Regions from separate parts of the Sus scrofa genome. Here all the other regions are linked to region 1. The links are chromatin contacts, called in public Hi-C and HiChIP or PLAC-seq maps. All regions are on one chromosome and are shown on one strand. Each heading gives the region's core, a stretch centred on a gene start, on an enhancer-like site or on the middle of the called end of the contact. The rest is flanking DNA. Distances are from core to core; before and after follow the strand shown.

The links. Hi-C and Micro-C count contacts between places; a contact is called where the count stands out from the background. HiChIP or PLAC-seq counts read pairs in DNA pulled down with a chosen protein or histone mark.
Region 2: a contact with region 1 is called in a Hi-C map of liver, with 5 times the contacts expected there. The contact joins the promoter of THUMPD3 here to the promoter of BRPF1 in region 1. A contact is called at or near these places in 4 of 47 Hi-C or Micro-C datasets (fetal skeletal muscle, heart right ventricle, liver and 1 more).
Region 3: a contact with region 1 is called in an H3K27ac HiChIP or PLAC-seq map of alveolar macrophages. The contact joins the enhancer-like site here to the promoter of BRPF1 in region 1. A contact is called at or near these places in 1 of 5 promoter capture datasets (fetal liver), 1 of 47 Hi-C or Micro-C datasets (heart right ventricle) and 1 of 2 datasets of contacts at active chromatin or transcription factors (alveolar macrophages).
Region 4: a contact with region 1 is called in an H3K27ac HiChIP or PLAC-seq map of alveolar macrophages. The contact joins the promoter of SRGAP3 here to the promoter of BRPF1 in region 1. A contact is called at or near these places in 1 of 5 promoter capture datasets (fetal liver), 1 of 47 Hi-C or Micro-C datasets (skeletal muscle) and 1 of 2 datasets of contacts at active chromatin or transcription factors (alveolar macrophages).

The regions. Positions count from the first base shown.
Region 1 is chr13:66,019,726-66,022,344 of Sscrofa11.1, forward strand. It overlaps BRPF1 (peregrin), which reads left to right and starts at 1,322. Exons shown (of 12, transcript XM_021069303.1): 1 at 1,322-1,976.
Region 2 is chr13:65,719,248-65,721,866 of Sscrofa11.1, forward strand. THUMPD3 (THUMP domain-containing protein 3) reads left to right here and starts at 1,309. Exons shown (of 11, transcript XR_002338099.1): 1 at 1,309-2,300. All of the region lies in intron 1 of SRGAP3 (SLIT-ROBO Rho GTPase-activating protein 3), which reads right to left.
Region 3 is chr13:66,301,860-66,304,478 of Sscrofa11.1, forward strand. It overlaps FANCD2 (Fanconi anemia group D2 protein), which reads left to right. Exons shown (of 44, transcript XM_021069313.1): 41 at 1,043-1,117; 42 at 2,323-2,469. Among named protein-coding and RNA genes, the nearest start is that of FANCD2OS, 9.8 kb to the right of the region's middle. Within about 2 kb of position 1,327, at least 9 of the 83 cell types and tissues checked have an H3K27ac peak or open chromatin away from gene starts, as enhancers often do. A contact at or near this core is called in alveolar macrophages, where this site is marked.
Region 4 is chr13:65,758,565-65,761,183 of Sscrofa11.1, forward strand. It overlaps SRGAP3 (SLIT-ROBO Rho GTPase-activating protein 3), which reads right to left and starts at 1,328. Exons shown (of 25, transcript XM_021071097.1): 1 at 1,205-1,328. It overlaps SETD5 (SET domain-containing protein 5), which reads left to right and starts at 1,409. Exons shown (of 25, transcript XM_013981946.2): 1 at 1,409-1,740.

The sequences.
Region 1 (2,619 bases), core at 72-2,571:
GTTGAAGGACCAGCAGCAGTTTAGGTAGCTGCTATGGTGCAGGTGCAATCCCTGGCCTGGGAACTTCAACATGTCAGTGTGGCCAAAAACATCCCACTGTGCTATGTGATTTACGAGCATCGTATTATTCAATCCTCACAACAATCCTGTGAGGTAAGCACTATTTTATCTCTATTATACACATGGAACTGAGGTTCAGAGAATTTGTCATTTACTGAAGAGAACCCATCAGTTTGACTTCAGATCCCGAGATCTTAACCAGCAAATCTTTTCGTGAAGTGTCCATTTTACGAGGATGTTTGGGGGAAGATATTGAATATGTAAACACATACTTTACAGTGGATTGAATGCAAGGTTTGTATTAAGGTAAAATAGAACCTTCCAGATGATTTGGGCTTTGCCCCAGAACCCTGGAAGACCCTTTAACTCTCCTCTTTGATGGCAAAACTGGAGAGGCTCAGCCCAGGTATTGTTTAGCTAGTGGACTCTTCTTGGCACCCAAGTTCTCCGAAGCGCCCGGGAACTGACCAGTAGAGTTGTGGCACTCCGCTTTACAAATAAGCAATATGAGGTAAGAAGAATTTAACAACCTGCTCAAATTCACATATCTGCTAAGTGGCCCAGTCACATTCAAACCAGCTCTGTTTTGACACCATCTTCCAACCGGCGACCCGTAGCCATGAAGCATTTCTCCATCAAGCTACAGGGCTCCTAGCATCTGAATCCTATTATACCGTGCAAAAGCCCTTTCACACCCGACCGGCCTTCTCCACCGCCCCAATCTGGCTGCTACTTTCAAATGCACACCTTTTCTCCAGCCCTGCCCCTTTACCTTTTCCAAGCCCCGCCCATTCCCTTCAGTCTCGCTTCCGTTTTTCCCAGCTCTATTCTTTCTCCCTAAACCAGCTCCAAGTTTCAGGCCTATCCAAAACCCCGCCCTTTCTTTCCTATGGCCCACTCTTCTGTTTAGTCCCACCCTTTAACCCCCGCCCAGTTCAACCCCTATTCTCCTTACTGGGGCCTGCTTTACAGATGGCCCCGCCCACTCCCCGCAAACCCCGCCCCGTAGACTGGTTTATCCTCTTCCAGCCCCGCCCCGCCCTCACCCGTAACTCCAGGTCCCCCTTAGGCTCCAGCCCGCGTCCCTCTTGGTCCTGGCCCTGCCCCCAGCCCCGCCCCGTGGCTCCGGCCCCGCCTCGCCGCCTTCCTCGGAGACCAAGGCCAGGTCCCTACCGCAGCCGCGGCGCCAGGAGGGAGGGAGGGAGGGCTAGGGGATGGGGAGGGGGCGGGGGGGCAGGAGGCGGAGGGGGAAGGGAGAAGGGCGGGCTCCTCACGCCCAGTCCCGCGCTCACCGTCCGTGACCGCAGATTCGCTACAAACGGCCCTACCAATCCGGATCCCGAGTACTTCAATTTCAGTCTCCAGAAACTCAACTCTAAGATGGAGGTGCTAGAAGAGCACTGTGGGGTATCCAGGGGCCTTCCGAATCCTAAAGAATGGCCTCTCGAGCCTCAGCGGGCGGGAGGGGATCTGTGGCGAAAGTGCAGGTCGGCAGCGCCGCGGCTACGCATTTACCCTGCGCAGACGCCGTCGCCGCCGCTGCTGCCGCCGCCGCTGCCACTGCCTTTGCCGCCACCGTCTCTGCTGCCGCCGTCCCCGCGTTGCCTCCGGGAACCTCTTTTGTTCCAGCAGCGTCGGGTCCCGAGGCCAGGCAACCTAGGGGTTCTCGAAAGGGGCGGCGGCCGCCGGAATTGAGACACCCGGGCGCCGGCGGGACTGGGAGCGGCAGGGGTCAGCGCGGGAATCCCAGGGAGCCGGACCAGAGCGTGGGGCGGCAGGGGGCCGGGGTGGCGAGGTCTGCAGTCTCTGGAGTTGGGGCTTCCCCTCCCCGGCCCGTCTTTCCCCGCTGGCCTCCCCAAGTGGGGTCGGAGCCCCGGCGGGCGCCCCCGGCGATGAGCCCGGACTCGAGGTGGCCGGTGAGTGCGAGCCTGGGACCCGGGCGGGAGTGGCCAGCCGGGAAGGGGTAGGCTGCTTTCGTGGGGCGCGCACCGGGCTCCCCGGCCCGAGTGCCCTCGGGCCACTCCAGCCCGGAGAACTGACAGAGCGTTCGCTTCCAGCCGGCAACCCGAGGTAACAGTGTATCCTCCGGGGCTGCCTAGGGCTGCCTGGGCCAATGGCAGGAGGGGAACCTTGTTTAACTTGTTACACTTCGACAAAGGGGAAACGTCGCCGCATCCGGGAGAGGGCTGCGGGCACCGCCTGGGCCTGGCCTGATCCCTCTGGCCTCCGCCCCCTACTTCCTCCAGCCCCCTGAGCGCCTGGGGCAGATACCGCCGCCAAACCCCTGAGCCTGGGGCCCTCCCCAGGGGCTTTCAGGTCTAAGTTCCCGAGTCTCTTCACTGTGTTTCTGCTGCTGAGTCCCAGCGGGACATTTGTCGGAGCTCTGTGCTACTTGGGGAACCTGGGCAGCAGAGCTGCAGCGTTCACCAGGGACCCATCATTGAAAGAGGAGAGCTTGTTTGTGCTTCGATTGGTTTGTGTTTAAAGACAGCTACAGGTAGGAAGTAGGAGCGAGTTGAAGGAGTAGTTTAACTGATAAGGCAGTCAGAGGCTTTGACA
Region 2 (2,619 bases), core at 59-2,558, 300 kb before region 1:
GTGGTGGATATACCACTTTTGTTTATCTATTCATCAGCTAAGGACATTAGGATTATTTCCAATGCTCAATGCTGCTGGGCACATTCATGTCTAAGTTTTTGTTTGAACATCTGCTTTCAGTTCTCTTGGGTATACCTACCAGGAGAAATGCTGAGTCATATGACAATACTATTTTTTTTTTTTTTTTTTTTGTCTTTTTGCTATTTCTTTGGGCCACTCCCGCGGCATATGGAGCTTCCCAGGCTAGGGGTCGAATCGGAGCTGTAGCCCCCAGCCTATGCCAGAGCCACAGCAACACAGGATCCAAGCCGCGTCTGCAACCTACACCACAGCTCAGGGCAACGCCGGATCGTTAACCCACTGAGCAAGGGCAGGGACCAAACCCGAAACCTCATGGTTCCTAGTCGGATTCGTTAACCACTGCGCCACGACGGGAACTCCTTTTTTTTTTTTTTTTTTTTTTTTCTCGACAATACTCTTTAACTTTTTTGAGGGAAGTACAAACTGTTCTCCAAAGTGGCTGTACCATTTTTCATTCCCACCGGCAATGCCTAAGTGCTCCAATCCACCACATTCTTACTGAAACTTGGAACTGCCTATTTTGAAAAAAACTTTTAGGAGTTCCTGTTGTGGCTTAGCAGAAACAAATCTGACTAGTATCCATGAGGAGATGGGTTCAATCCCTGGCCTCACTCAGTGGGTTAAGGACCCAGCATTGCCATGAATTGTGGTGTAGGTGGCAGGTGAGGCTCAGATCTGGCATTGCTGTGACTGTGGTGTAGACCAGGGACTACAGCTCTGATTTGAACCCTAGCCTGGGAACCTCCATGCACCACAGGTATGGCCCTAAAAAGACCACAAAAAAAAGAAAGAAAAGAAAAAAACTTTTAACCAAATAGGTATTTTACCGTAGCTTTACTTTGCATTTTCCTAATTACTAGTGATATTGATCATCGTTCCACGTGATTATTTACCATATGTGTATCATCTTTAGAGAAATATTCAAGCCTCTGCCCATTTTTAAACTGGGTTATCTTTACATTGTTGAACTGTAAAAATGCCCTTCTAAAATCATTTAAGTTGAAGATATGTATGACGAAATAAAATTTATATTTTAAGGCAGGACAAGGAAAAAATTAAAGGCAAAATTCTGTTTGGCCTCCTCCCTCGCTCATGTGCTTTACACATTAACCAGAGCTACTCAAAGATGGAAGTGCCTGCTTACAGCAAAGATCAATTTTTTTTTTCTTCTAACCCCAGCAATGTAACTTCTTAAAAGAATAGTGTACTTTCTCATCTCTGAAAGAGGTTATGGTGACTTGTTGCTTACCTGGACTATGTATCCTTGGTGAACTTTATAAAAAATATCAGTATGTCATTTTGATGTATGATTCCTTGTCTAAAAAATATATATGACAAGACTCCCCCCACCCCATCGTGACTGAGTGGTTAAAGATCCCGACTAGTATCCACGAAGACTCAGGTTCAATTTCCGGCCTCGCTCTGTGGGTTAAGGATCCGATGCTGCCATAAACTGTGGTGCAGGTTGAGGACTCAACTTGCATCTGGCGTTGCTGTGGCTGTGGTGTAGGCCGGCAGCTGTAGCTCCAATTCCATCCCCAGCCTGGGAACTTCCATATGCCGGTGGGTACGGCCCCAAAAAAGACAAACAAAAACAAGACAAAAAACGTATATGGCTATGCCTTCCGAGGCAAAACGATTCTCAGGGTTTTCAGAGAAATCTCCTTCCAGGGTTATAATCCTCAGTTTGGCTTAAATAAAATTCTCTTTTAAAATTCTTGGCAGTTAACCTTCCTCAAGTATTTAAAGAAAAATACTAAGTAAACAATAGTAACATACGTTAGGTAACATGTTACTTTGGGGGCAAAACATTTAGCCTCTGTGAGACTCAGGTTCGCCGGCTTTAAAACAGAGTGGCCCCTGCTTGAAAGTTGCTGGAACAAATGAATTTACGTGTGTGAAGCGCTTACTCGGAACCAGCGGGATAAACACTAACATCGACCACTACCACAACTGACGACGAGGCCAACGGCGTTCCAGATTCTGCCTGCAGGGAGTCCTGCCCGCAACTGCAGGAGCGGACCACCACCTACCGAAGTCCACCCTGCAAACAAACGCTCTTCCTCCCGACGTGCACCAGAGCCCGCCCCCAGGTTGGTGCCGCTATGGCCGTGCCACTCGACTTCCGTTTCCGGGGCGCCGAGGCAGTTTCCGGCGGCGTGACCTGAGCGCGTCGGGCAGCGTGGTCCCGGAGCCGGAAGGGTCAGCGCAGGCGGCTGGTAAACGGGCGGTGGGTGGGAGTGGCCGGGTAGGGTACCAATGACCCTTGGGAGGGAGAGTCAACCGTCCTCTTGAGACCCTGGCTGTCGACGGGTGCACTTCAGCCCGATCCACGGCGGAGCCCTTCTCACTCCCTTTTACTGGGTTTCATCAGCTCCCCGGGTTTCCTGTGATTTGGGCCCTGGGGGTGGGTGTCGGGAAACGTGGGTTTCATTCCAGCCGGCGCTACTGGTTAGCTCTCTGATCTTGGTAGGTCTTTCCGTGAGCTTCATCTGCCTTATTTGGAAGATAGAAGTCGTATCACTGATTGTGCGCTCC
Region 3 (2,619 bases), core at 77-2,576, 280 kb after region 1:
GCAGCAGCAAAGACTTGCTCTGTACAGTTGTTCAGAGGATGTGTCCATGGAGACTTCTGGGCTGGCATGGGAGCAGTCCCCTTGCCCAGGTTCTGAGTCACAGATCTACTTAGGCACCTCTGGTCACTTCAGCCATCCCCAGAGATGCCCACAGAGAACTGAATATTCCACCTTCCTGCTTCTCCTCCACATCTGAGGATGGCTGTTCCTTTTAGCTTGAGTTTATTGTGCTACTGCACTCCCAGGACCTCACATATTAGGGGGTCATTTGCTTATTCCCATGTGCTTCTCTAGGTCTGGTCTCAAGAATTTAGGGGGGAAAAAACCAAACTCACTTTTGTTGTAAACTTTGCCATTATAAAAGACAATCTTAAAGAGTTTTTTTAGCTGAGTAGGACCCAGGGCTAGAGTAGTGAAATAAGGATAGAAACAGAGATGACAATCTCTCACACATATTTAGCAAATTGAACTTTGTAAAAAAACAATATTTGGCTGGTCCCTTATAGCTCAGAAAGGGAAAGGAGAGGATGGCCAGCAAGCACTCCTCCTGTTTGAGGGGCAAATTAAGATAATTATCCAGTACCATCTGTAAAAATTGTGAATCGCTGTGTTGTACACCTGAAACTTACATTGTAAGTAAATTTAATAAAGGAAAGGTGATTATCCATATGTGGCTGGAACCTGCAGGATTCTTTGGAACCCTTAACTGAAAGAATTTCTTGCACTTAAAATGAAATGATGGTGTTCCCGTCGTGGCTCTGTGGTTAACGAATCTGATTAGCATCCATGAGGATGCAAGTTCGATCCCTGGCCTTGCTCAGTGGGTTAAGGAACCGGCATTGCCATGAGTTGTGGTATAGGTCACAGACTTGGCTCGGATTCTGTGTTGCTGTGGCTGTGGTGTAGGCCAGCAGCTGTAGCTCTGATTCGACCCTTAGCCTGGGAACTTCCATATGCCACAGGTGTGGCTCTAAAAAGCAAAAAAAAAAAAAAAAAAAAAAAAAAAAGTTCATTTGGCACTGATGCATGTTGTTGGTTCTAGGAAGATGTTCTGAGTTTATTGGAAACCTTCCAGTTGAACACGAGATTGCTTCATCACCTGTGTGGGCATTCCAAGGTAAGAGGGAGAGCAGGTCATCATGGGCTTAATCTGCCATTGCCATTTAGAGATCCATGGGTTCCAGCAGCTCCTTCTTCCTTTTTCACCCCCTTTATTTCTGGGACTGTGTCTGTCCAAAGGAAGTTTATTCAGCATTGTCAGTCCCAGTTGCTGGCTGAGATTGGGCAATCAACTAGAGGGGAATTTCTGCATCTGAAATTTGATTCACGCTCCGTAGCCCTATTTCCTCTAGAAGGTCTTCTTTGGTGAGAGAGAGAGAATGTTGGTGGGTGTGTAATGGCTACAAAGCGCTCTGGGCAGGAGGAATGTTATGTCAGTGATGACTCTTCTGGAAATAAAGAGGTAGTTCCAAAAGCAGCTGTGTTTAGGGCTGTTCATCTGTACTGTTCACTTGCCAAGGAACACATCTGTCTCCTATGAGAACATTTTAGCTTTCAAGGACTTTTCGATTTGAAGCCTACCACTGAACCATTGTCACTTTTTATCTGAGGAAACACAGAACCATGGAGTTCTATAGTCACTGGCAAACCCGTGGTCCTCCCACCCAGTTCCTGTTGTGCACTTCCTCCCCTGGTTCTGACTTCTCAAGATGTTGAATGGTGGAATTTTAAGGCCTCTCAGCTAAAAAAGGATACTGTCTGTTGTTTACTATCATATATGTTCAGGCATATTTTAGGTAAATTGGAATTCCCATCGTGGCTTAGCAGATTAAGAACCTGACTAGTATCCATGAGGATGTGGGTTCAATCACAGGCCTCTCTCAATAGGTTAAGGGTCCAGTGTTGCCACAATCTGCAGCATAGGTCGCAGATGTGGCTTGGATGCCACATGGCTGTGGTGTAGGCTGGCAGCTGCATCTCTGATTCGACCTCTAGCCCAGGCACTTCCTTATGCTACAGATGTGGCCCTGAAAAAAAAAAAGGAATTTTTTTTTTTTAGGTAAGGTAATTGATAATTGGTCAATAAGATGTTTTGAGGAAATGAGAGGTGTCGGTGGTGTGTCTTCTAGGCTCTTTTAGCTTGAAGGACAGCTGCCATTCTCTTCAGAATATTCTGCAAAGCTTCTGCTATTTGATGAAACATGTCTCTGGCCTATGCTCTTGTTCAATGTTCAAGTGTCAGGAATTCAAGAGTCGCTATATTGGAGATGTGAAAGCATGATGATAAATCCAAATGAGTTGGGTGTGTTTGTTTTCATTCAGATTCACCAGGACACAAAACTCACCAAACATGTGCCTTTGCTCAAAAAGACCCTGGAGCTGTTAGTCTGCAGAGTGAAAGCTATGCTTACCCTCAACAGTTGCAGAGAGGCTTTCTGGCTGGGCAATCTCAAAAACCGGGACTTGCAGGTAACCCAGTGGTGGTCTCCTTCTCCCATGCCTTGTGAGAGTGATGGGAAGTGTGGAAGGGAGGTCACCCCAGCACTGCTCTCTCCATACTCGGTTGCTTTTCTCTTAGTCTGTGACTCTTTAGCTCTTCAAGTTGGGGAGCATTGCTCA
Region 4 (2,619 bases), core at 78-2,577, 260 kb before region 1:
GCTCAATCCCCTGCAGGACAACGCCCAAGAATCAGGTTAAGCCAGGGCAAAAGAATCCCGCCCATAATCGAGAAGGAGCAAACTGACATGGAGGCGATGACGAGATCGCGGGGGAGGGAGGGATTTTTCTAGGCCCAGGGCGGTCCTTAGGAAAAGGAGGCAGCAGAGAACTCCCATAAAGGTATTGCGGCACTCCCCTCCCCCTGCGGAGAAGGGTGCGGCCTTCTCTCCGCCTCCTCCACTGCAGCTCCCTCAGGATTGCAGCTCGCGCGGGTTTTTGGAGAACATGCGCCTCCCACCCACAAGCCAGCAGGACCGACCCCCCACTCCTTCCTCCACCCCCCACCCCCACGGGTCCGAGAGCAGGTAGAGAGCTAGTCTCGTCCTTCAGGCGGCGGACGCCCAGGGCGGAGCCGCAGTCACCACCACCCAGAAGCCTCGGCCCGGCAGCCCGCCCCCGCCTCCTGCGCGCGCTTCCTGCCACGTTGCGCAGGGGCGAGGGGCCAGACACTGCGGCGCTGGCCTCGGGGAGGGCCGTACCAAAGACCGCCTCCCTGCCGACTCGCGTAGTGGTTTCGCTCATTTGGGACCCAAGCCAATAACAAGGGGCCGTTCCCAGGACTTCAGCAGCCAATCAGATACCAAAGCCGAGCAGGCGGCGGGTAAACCGACTCCCCCGGAGGGGAGGGTGGCAGGACGCCCGCGCGGGAGCCACTTTCACTGACCCTCCCCTCCCCCCGCAGGAGGCCGACAGCGCCCGCCTGTGCAGCTCTCTCCACCCCACCTACCTACCCACCCAGGGGGCAATGCGAGAGTTCCTGGGAGGCTGCGCACTCCCGAGGCTGTAACTGACAGGAGCTTTACTCCAACCAAAACACGCCATTTGTGTTTTCACACACGGCGGGAGGAGAAGCGGCCAATCAGTGACAAGAGAAGAGCAGGAAGCGCTCCTCCCTCTGCGGGAGCAATGGCTCCGTCCGTATTCCAGGCTTTTCCGCTCCCTTCTCCCTCCCCCTCCGGTTGCCGCAGGGCGGGCCGCACTCCCGCCTGCCTCTCACCACCTCTTCCCCTTCCAGCGTAACAAACGATATGCTCCCGACTTCCCGCTAGGGAAGGCGACCCCCGCTACCGGTCAGACCACCTCAAGCACCCATCCCCCGCCAAACCGCCGGCCCTCCCCCAAACCAGAGTCCCGCTCCCCTACCTAGCCGAGGCTCTCTGAGGAGCCGGAGCCCCAGAGCACAGCCTCTTCTCTAGGCGGCCCCGGCGGCTTCCGCTGATTGGCGGGGAGCTGGCCAATGGGTGCGAGACGGTGGGCGGAGGGGCCAATGGCGCGGCGGGAGGGGGCGTGTCCCGGGTGCCCCTGGCGCCGGCGCTGGGAATCCCCGTGCGGTCAGTGGCGTTTCCGCTCGGGCAGCGGGCTGAGTGAGCTGCTGCCGCCGCCGCCGCCGCCGCCGCCGCCGCCGGGGGAGGGGCGGCCGCCGCCCGCCTGCGCTCAGAGACTCACGCAGCCCCAGTCCCGCCAGTCCGCCAACACAGTAGTGCCGGCCCCCCCCTCCTTCCCTGGCCCTCCCCCTCACCGCCTTTGGCTCGCTCCGCCTTTTTGCCCCCCACCCCCACCTCACGGGCACGGGCCATTCCCGGCCAGGAAACGCCGTGGCGCCGCGCTGGGCCTAACTCGAGTCCTGCTGCCTACCGGGAGTGCCGTGCGCCGCAGCCCGGGCCCAGGCCTGGGACAAGGTAAGGGTGCGACAGAAAAGAGAGACCTCCCCTCACCACCGGGCCCCGGGGGAGGGAAGGGTCACCTCCTCCGTCTCCTCGCGCTTGCTCTCGGGACGTGGGCCTGGCCCTCCCCCGGCTCTCAGCAGGAGGATGCTGCCCCTTCCCATCCCCCCTCGCCCCCCCACACCACTGTACCCCTCTTTCCCAGGCGGAGAGGCCCCCTCCTTAATCTAGTCGACCCCACTACCCTTTTCATGTCTTTCCTGGGTCAGGACGTTTCCCCTCCCCCCACGCCTCTTCACCCCTTTTCCTGTGAACTGCCTACTCCACGTTTACCTTTTACTTGAGAATAGGCCTCTCGCCGCCCTCCTCAAAATACACAGCACACTTTTTTTTCCCCTCCCCAAACCCCACCCCCACCCCCGTTCGCGCGGCCTTGTGACAACTCTGGTCGCTCTGGGGCCCTCGATCTCCCCCCTCCAAGAATGTTCCTGGACGCTTTTCCTCTCGTCCTAGGGTCCCTATTGCAGATGATTGCTTCCTTTCCCACACTAAAGACGTTGGGCTTCGCCACCCCCACCTCACATTCTTGGGCTCTCAGTGGCGTATGCCCCAGTATCTCTGAAATGGCCCCACTGAATTTGTAGGGTTCTAGCTTGGAGTTGAGCCAGATTGTGTCGTTTTCCCTGTCTTGGGCGTGGAGAGAGATCATTTGAGAATATCTTTAAAGGCAGAAAAATGTAGCCTCTATTAATTGCCTTTCCCTCTGCGTGGAAGCCAGGGATGCGAAGTGAATGGTGGTGAGAAAAAGCCCTGGTTTTTAAGTAGGTGAATCGCGTGACAGGGAAAGTTTAACTGTTGGGAAAGCCCCTTCTATGCTAATTTATTCTATAGAGC